Regions from separate parts of the Zea mays genome. Here regions 2 and 3 are each linked to region 1. The links are chromatin contacts, called in public Hi-C maps. All regions are on one chromosome and are shown on one strand. Each heading gives the region's core, a stretch centred on a gene start, on an enhancer-like site or on the middle of the called end of the contact. The rest is flanking DNA. Distances are from core to core; before and after follow the strand shown. Region 1 holds the start of LOC103653061 (zinc finger CCCH domain-containing protein 56-like). Region 2 has its middle 14 kb from the start of LOC100286026. Region 3 has its middle 9.6 kb from the start of LOC100501754.

Region 1 (2,621 bases), core at 62-2,561:
GCGCGAGGAGGCGATAACGCGCGACGCAGGGAGACCTTCCTGGTCGGACGGACGCCAGAGCGGTCAGTATCACGGGCGGGGGCACGACGGGGGTGTGGACGCCCTCGTTGCACGCTTATAGAGTAGTAAAGATGTATATTCCTTATTACACTCGTGCTTCTTTACCGTAAATAACATCCTTGGACTTGTTTTGGAGACCATTTTTTATTAAAAAACCATAAAAGTTAACTTTCGGGGTTTTTGAAAAAAATACTTTTATAGCCTTTTTCGACAAGAAATAACGATCGTATGTTCATAGATCATTGATGACAGACTCCTATTCCTTACTTCACTCATACTCCTGTTTCCTTCCTACAAAATAACGGTCGCATGTCAAGTTGGCGATGCAATGGAAGCTGTTTCCATTTCAGTGGTGCTGGGCCAAGCATGCAGTCGAGGCTAGCTACATCAGGACCATGGGCTGACGCCAACCCTAACCAACACAGGGGAAGGAGAAGCCCCAAATGTCATGTCGCCTTTGCTCGGCCGGTCCAGTTCAGCAGCGCTATCGTGCCTCGACGATGGCGGGAAACGTAGCGTGCACGAAAGACGGGCAGCGACTAGCGAGCGCTTAGGCCAGCGTAGTACCCGCAACGGCGGGGTAGGGTGCGTCGAAGTGGAGATTGCGACCTCGAGGGGATTGATTAGTCTTGTTTGTTTATGTCGGATTGCACTGGCCGGCTAATCAAAATTTATATAAATTAGAGAAACAATCTGACAAAGAATCGTTCCGACCCATCAATCCGACACAAACGAAAAAGGCCTTAAGGCGCGTTCGTATCTGCCGGATTGCCATGTTTTCAGCCTCCTTCCAGGTTGAACAAATCCATCTGATTTTGACCCGGATTAGTTGTTCGTTTTGATCCGGATTGAGAACAAATCCATCTGATTTTAATTCCCCATTCTCACTTCTCCACCTAGAATAAATCCAAGTGTCCTCTCACGTGGATCGATTCCTGCTAAGAATGAGTGTTTCACTCGATCCTAGGCTGACAGCTTCCTAGCCTGGCTTTGATTTAGGTTTGCCGAACGGACCCTTAGGGCTTGTTCGTTTATGTCGGATTATACCCGGAATCGTTCCAGCTAATCAAAGTTTATATAAATTAGAGAAGCAATCCGGTTAGGAATCGTTCCGACCCACCAATCCAGCACAAACGAACAAGGCCTTAGTTGTGAGCAAACCAAGTTCCAAATCGCTCACTTTCTTCTATTCTCCCTCTCCAGCTGATTTGGTTGCGGATTTCTTAGATGTGGGGTCTTACTGACCGAATTATCCATCCACGGGTGGTCTGTTTGATTAGGTTCCCTCTCTTCTCCGCGCATGCGTGCGGGGTCGAAAGGTAGGGTTCATACCCCAAAGTTTGTCATTGGGGACAACACCAGCGGCGGCGATGGACTACACCAACGCCATCCACATCATCCCACCCATGGCCTCCGACGCACGGACCAACGCGGCGGCGTCCCCGGGCGAGGACCCCGACATCTGGGCCACCGAGAAAGACTACCGCCAGTGGAGTGCCGACCAGGGCTACAATGACCGGAACCCCTCCTCGCGGACGGGGAGCGAGCAGCCGCTGCCTGGTAAGAAGGCTCACGGCGGGGGCGGCAGCAGCGATGGTGGCGGCGGGAGCAGCACAAGCAAGTCAGCGCCATCGCAAGATGTTCTTCAAGACCAAGCTCTGTTGCAAGTTCTGGGCCAGGACCTGCCCCTACGTCACCAATTGCAACTTCGCCCATGGCATGGAGGAGCTCTGCAAGCCGCCGCCCAACTGGCAGGAGATTGTGGCCACCCACGAGGATGCCACCACGAAGCAGGGAGAGGAGCACCAGATCCCCATTATGACATCCAGAAGTGTCATCGCTGGAGACGATGGCGGCGGCGGCAGGGCATACAAGGGTCGCCACTGCAAGAAGTTCTACACTGAAGAGGGCTGCCCCTATGGCGACACATGCACCTTCCTGCACGATGAGCAGTCCAAGGCACGGGAGAGCGTCGCCATCAGTCTCTTGCCGACGATTGGTGGTGGCGGATACAATGCTGCCTCTGCCAGCGGATCGATGGCGCAAAATTCTTCCAATTGGAAGACAAGGATCTGTAACAAGTGGGAGATGACTGGATACTGTCCGTTTGGGAGCAAATGCCACTTTGCTCATGGATCTACTGTAATACCCAATTTGTAAACAATCTAAAGAGAGTAGATCTCATTATGTGTTTTTGCCCTATACTCATTGTAACCTGGTGATAACCATATATATAAAGAGAACAAATAACTAATAACACCTAAAATAAACCATCGCATCATATTGGATTTTTGTTTGTGCATTTAAAACAATAATAATATGAATAAAAAGTAAAATAATAATGAAGAGGAATTGAGGAAAAAGGAGAGAAAAAGAAAGCATATGAAAATATAAATAAAGTATGTATAATTATATTTCTAAAATTAGTACTTCTAATCTCACAATATAATTTGAGAATAAGTTTGTCACAAGTTTAAATTTAAACTAGGATTAAATTTGAAATGGAAAGGGAGGAGAGGAAATAGAGAAAAATGAATAGATAAAAGAAAAAGACAAAACCT
Region 2 (2,621 bases), core at 73-2,572, 160 kb after region 1:
TACTACAATAACTTATATATAAAATATGTGTTATATTGTTATAAGAAAAAATCCATTTATGATCCTCGCTATACATAAATTTAGTTATTTTAATCTAGTTGTTTCACCACTATATTACAATCACTAGTACCATGCGGACTTCAATATATGCCACGATTTGCATGGTCTCGTCGTTGGAGAGCATGTCCCACACCAACCGGAAGAAGATCCCTCGTGCGTCGTCAGTCATCAGACATACACCACCATACGCGCTTGCTTAAACAAAAGGCAAGTATGTGTGTTTGCGAAGAGAATTAAAGGCAGGCCGACACAAAAAGTTGTCCCGACGACGAGGATGACGAACTGGTTATTGCTATCGGTCCGCCTCTACATCACCTCTGGCGTCGAGATGACGCCATAATCCTTGATATAGTAGTCGTCGAACGCGCGCGATACATGGTGAGTCCCGACGACTCTTGGCTGGGCTGCCAGACGAAGTGCACCACATGCTCATCAGCAAGGTAATACACCTAGCCGTTGCACCACTAGATGTGCTACTCCTCTGCATACATCATGTTCGAGGACACTCACACAACGTTAGCAACGACCGCCGTCCCAGCGCACAAGAATTCATGGCCAGTCAGTAGTGACTTACGTGGCAGGTTGGGCTTCAGGTGGACGACGAGCTGGACGGCGTGATGGCGCCGTCGTCGGATGCGGTGCCCAGAACAATTCGGGAGTCACCGACGTTGGCAACGACCATGAGGTCCCCTGCTTGACGATGGATAATGCGGTGCAGCCGCTCTAGACCGCGTCCAAGCGACGGTTGCGCTGGAGCTTGTTGTCCACAGCGATGCATGTGGCCACATAGGATGCAATGCTCTTCTTTAAATACTACTCCCTCAATCAAAAAATATAATTTAAGAATCTTAGTGATACTTATCTACTATTACGTATTGTGCAAGGGTAGCAGGTGAGTTTGTGGAGAGATGTAGATAAAGACACACATATGTGTAGCGATAGCTACTACTCGAATTGGTCTGAGGGGGCGTGAGTTAGAATCCCTTGCGACTATGTGTTTTTTTTTAATTTTAGCTAGAATGGGTGTGAGCTGTGCGGAGGAGGAACGGGAAAGGCATAATAAGAAACAAGAATGTCAGAATAGAAGACTATTCTTGCAGCATTAACAAACACTATAGATAGAGATACACATGTAGCAGGCGTGAAAGGTAGTCCCGGTCCTGTTTGGACTGCGCGTGGGGGCGCTTCTGCCATGCATACGTGTGGCACGTGTGCATGTGCGTGCGTGGCGCGTGCGGGACATGGGATGGGAGCTGGGCACGTAGGCCTGCAGGTGTCGGCCACCACACGAGGGAGCCCATTCCTCTCGCCTCGGTAGTCGGGACTCGCCATGTATAGCCAGCGCCAGCTATAGTGAAAAGACTGGGGGTAGCTGCAGGAGAGGCAGTAGCCAGCGCCCCCCGTGGATCTCGGGCGGGTCAGCACCGCAGCACCTGCACACCAGCAGCCCAGACCCACCCCGCCCGCCGTCCAATCGCTACCGGTCAAGTCCAGCAGCTCGATGGCTGGCGTCGCCTCGCCGCTGCGCGTAGCGGCTCATCGATCAGCACGGCATGGCCGCGCGTGTGCGTGCGTGCGCGCCTGCCTGTATTTGCGGCAGCACCGGTCAGAGTCAGATGCCCCGATGCATGCGCGAGCGCGATGCGGTCAAGTGCGTGCAGCCAGGTTAGGTAGGCACTAATAGTGCTGGGAATCTGGGCCGGGCTTTCGGGCCAGCACGAGCACGGCTCGAAAATAAGAGCTCAAAGCACGGGCCGGCACGAAATAATATGGACCGGGCTAGCACGGCCTGAAAACGGATCTGGGCCGGGTCTCAAATTCCGATCCGTCGGGCCCCCGACACGGCCCGTATAGATGGGTCGGACTTGGGTCGGCACGGCCCAATTAAGCGCAATTTATTTAATTTCTTTAATTTAGTAAGATGTCGACTTTATATTGTTGTTATATTTGGAGTTTATGTGGTTAAATGATGCTAGAATTGTTTAATATCTTTAATTTAGTAAGCTATGAACTTTATATGGTTATAATATTTTAATTTTATGTGGTCAAATATACGGGCCGGGTTTGAGTCGACACGGCCCAACGAAGACACGACGTGGTTTAGGACTAGGCTGAGCCACTGTTTTTACGCTTCGGGCTGGCACGACACGGCCCAAAAATTGTTTGAGCTTTTCTGGCCCGAACCCGTTTGGCACGATGGGCTTGGGCCGGACTGGCCTGGCCTGGCCCAATTCCTAGCACTAGGCACTACTCCCACGGCTGCCATGCCGTCGTGCTTCGTGCGTGCCACGCTCCCTCCGCTGTCGATCGATCGTCGTCGTCGTCGTCTCGGACGCACACTCCTGCATCCTCTTGCCTGCCAACCAGCCATGCTTTTTATACGTACTGTGCTGGTAGCGAATATGGCCTAGACTAGTTAGATATGCTGTGCTGGTGGACAAGCATTTACTATGGCTCGAGAGAATCTATGGTCCAAGCAAAGACAATTGCACTTTGGGATTCACCTAGCTTGCTGCTGATCTATGGACAAAGCGCCGACGCATAGCATCTCGTTGTGGTGC
Region 3 (2,621 bases), core at 81-2,580, 130 kb before region 1:
AAAGATACAAACGTTGCAATTAATCATACCCGTATTATTGAGCCTTGACATGAAAGATTCCATCTAGTATTGCACTATCGTACTAGCACATACATACATACACGTACGCACCAAAACACTCCGGCCGTCGGTGTGCAGTGTGAACCGAACTACCAAGCCCGTACATACACACTAACACTAGCTTCTCTGGCCTCTCCCTCTCACTCTCTCGAGGACACAACAGTAGACGACATGATTCTCTTTCTCTCTCTCCACATATCATCCATGATTGCTAGCTGCTTCAAGCAACAAGCAAGCTAAGGTTTACTACCAAGCACCAACGCAACAAGCAGGCGACATGATCCCAATTATACATAGCCAAGTGGGCTGTACTATATGGGACCGATCCCTCAGTGTCTGGTTCGGCTTTTGTCTTACGAGTTTTTATAAAAATCTAGCGGTGAAGAGAATTCGACAGTTGAGAGAATTTTAGTATAGTAAGGTAAAGAGTCAGATCTACGATGCGATGGATTTTTCCTATCATAACAAACTCGAGTCATTCTATGTTCACGTTGATTTGAACAATATTCACCAAAACGATTCTCGCTTATAAGGTGAACCAAAGCATGCACTTCGTTTTTTCTTGGCACCTGTTCAGCTGGTTCGTTTGTTGTCTAATTTCTATTTAACGAGGATTGAAGGGTGTTTTTCTTTGTCAGATCAAGAATAGCCGAATCGTTTTGTAAAATTAAATTTGATTATTTTTAGAAGAAAAACGTCTTCAATAGACCAAAATGACTGTTCAGATTTAGTAGCTTTCCACCTCTCTTCATTCAATCTCTATTTTTGAATAGCTTGCTTTACTCATCATTCAGTTTGTTAGTTTACAATAATCTGCTGGAATAGTCTACTTTTTTTAAAAAAAAATTATTTTAGATAAATGCTGAATCTTTTGAAGTTGTCCTCACGGTATTTATGGACGTGCACATGAGGAGGGTAGTAGACGGAAATTTTGTCTTCCTATATCCACCGTTCGTCTTAATAGCGTGTTGATTTACAGTAATGAATTGTTTTTTTTATAATAAACAATCGGCAAAATTCATATTGCTCTCAAGTTCGTGTCAACAGATCAATGGATAGCCTTTGCAGCGCCTAGTGTTTTTGTGTTGATCGTCCACTTTTAACGGCGCCTCCGTTTCAACGTCTCAACTCTCAATCGTTGCCATTTGCCACTGGACCCGGGCTGAGAGGGTACGTCAGAGGCCCGTCGTTGCGGGGTTGCTTCCTCTTACTGGGCCTGGCCTAACAGGCGCAAGCCGTTACACGCGGCCTGCTAAAGTCCGCTGGCCGGCGGGACACGGACACGAGCACGAAACGCTGGGCCACGGTTATCCGTTTCCTTTTCAGCGTGAGGCTGGGACCGTGACAGTCGGCTGCAGCCCGTTCCCTCCGTGTGAGGTCGGCCCATATACTGCATATAACTTCAGCCTATTTTTTCTTTAAAAAAAGCTGTGCTGCAGCATATAACGTCAGATGTTTGTGCCGCACTACAATTTAGTTTAATGGTTAACAATGTAACTCTCAATTTCCTTCAATCTACGAGGCACATTGGCAATGTTATCAGGTTCATCCGTCGCCCAGCTTACCAACAAGATTTGTCTACAGCATTCATGTTGTTGAGGAAGCTACGAAATAGTCTTTTTCAGGGCCGTGCCGGCAAAACTGAGGGCCCTGTGCAAACTCTAGAATAAGGCTCACCATTACAATACTATAAAATTTAGAATATATTAGATAACATTAAGATATATATATATATATATATATATATATATATATATATATATATATATATATATATATATATATATATATATTCAATTTTTGGTTGCATAATTTTCACTTAAATAACTGTTTTTAGTGTTTCTTGAAATAAATTCTTCAATTATATGCTCATATTATTCGTATCTATTTGGCCATCTCAAGGACCATTGTTAGCATTATTATCAAGTGTTGGGCCTTGATTAAATGACTGAGGGCACTTGTGTTTTTCAATAGTAAATATATTTATAGCTTTCTTCTGAGACTGAATTAAATCTTCTATGCTTATGTCTTTTGGAACGAGAATCAGGCATGGTCGATAGTTGGATCTTGGAATACTAGACCAAATGGTGCACATACATAGAAAAGATAAATGCAATAAAATTATTTAGTTTATAAGGATGTCCAATAATAATTGAAAAGGTCTAATCAATTTATATTTCAATATAAATTCAAACAAAGTAACAAACCTAGTTAAAGAAAAAAATATTTAAAATTTTACCTTGCTTTCTTGGTGGCCTAATGCACACAGAGGCAGCGACACAACAGGCTTGCCTGGCCACCACTCACTAGTAACTTGTGGCAGACTACACAGTGCAAACATGCACTCATACTCTCCTAGCATACTACTAGCCTACTAGGCTAGCACACGTTGAGACTCCGGCAGACGCCGTGACTGTCAACCGGTATAGACAACATTGACTAACAAAATTACGTGAACAACAGACTGTAGCTTTGAAAATTTTGGGGCCCTCAGGACTTGGAGGCCCTGATCCACTGAACAGCTAGCACCCCCTCTCGCACGGCCCTGGTCTTTTTCAACC

The links. A called contact is a pair of places that touch in the nucleus more often than the background predicts.
Region 2: a contact with region 1 is called in a Hi-C map of endosperm, with 1.8 times the contacts expected there. The contact joins the enhancer-like site here to the promoter of LOC103653061 in region 1. A contact is called at or near these places in 5 of 25 Hi-C or Micro-C datasets (ear, endosperm, leaf and 1 more).
Region 3: a contact with region 1 is called in a Hi-C map of leaf, with 3 times the contacts expected there. The contact joins the enhancer-like site here to the promoter of LOC103653061 in region 1. A contact is called at or near these places in 4 of 25 Hi-C or Micro-C datasets (ear, leaf, root tip and 1 more).

Annotation. Positions count from the first base shown.
Region 1 is chr4:33,344,367-33,346,987 of Zm-B73-REFERENCE-NAM-5.0, forward strand. LOC103653061 (zinc finger CCCH domain-containing protein 56-like) reads left to right here and starts at 1,312. Exons shown (of 1, transcript NM_001370970.1): 1 at 1,312-2,259. The coding sequence starts at 1,573. The coding sequence ends at 2,220.
Region 2 is chr4:33,501,454-33,504,074 of Zm-B73-REFERENCE-NAM-5.0, forward strand. No RefSeq gene overlaps it. Among protein-coding and RNA genes, the nearest start is that of LOC100286026, 14 kb to the right of the region's middle. Within about 2 kb of position 1,323, at least 16 of the 20 cell types and tissues checked have an H3K27ac peak or open chromatin away from gene starts, as enhancers often do. A contact at or near this core is called in ear, endosperm and tassel, where this site is marked.
Region 3 is chr4:33,215,756-33,218,376 of Zm-B73-REFERENCE-NAM-5.0, forward strand. No RefSeq gene overlaps it. Among protein-coding and RNA genes, the nearest start is that of LOC100501754, 9.6 kb to the left of the region's middle. Within about 2 kb of position 1,331, at least 17 of the 20 cell types and tissues checked have an H3K27ac peak or open chromatin away from gene starts, as enhancers often do. A contact at or near this core is called in ear, leaf, root tip and 1 more, where this site is marked.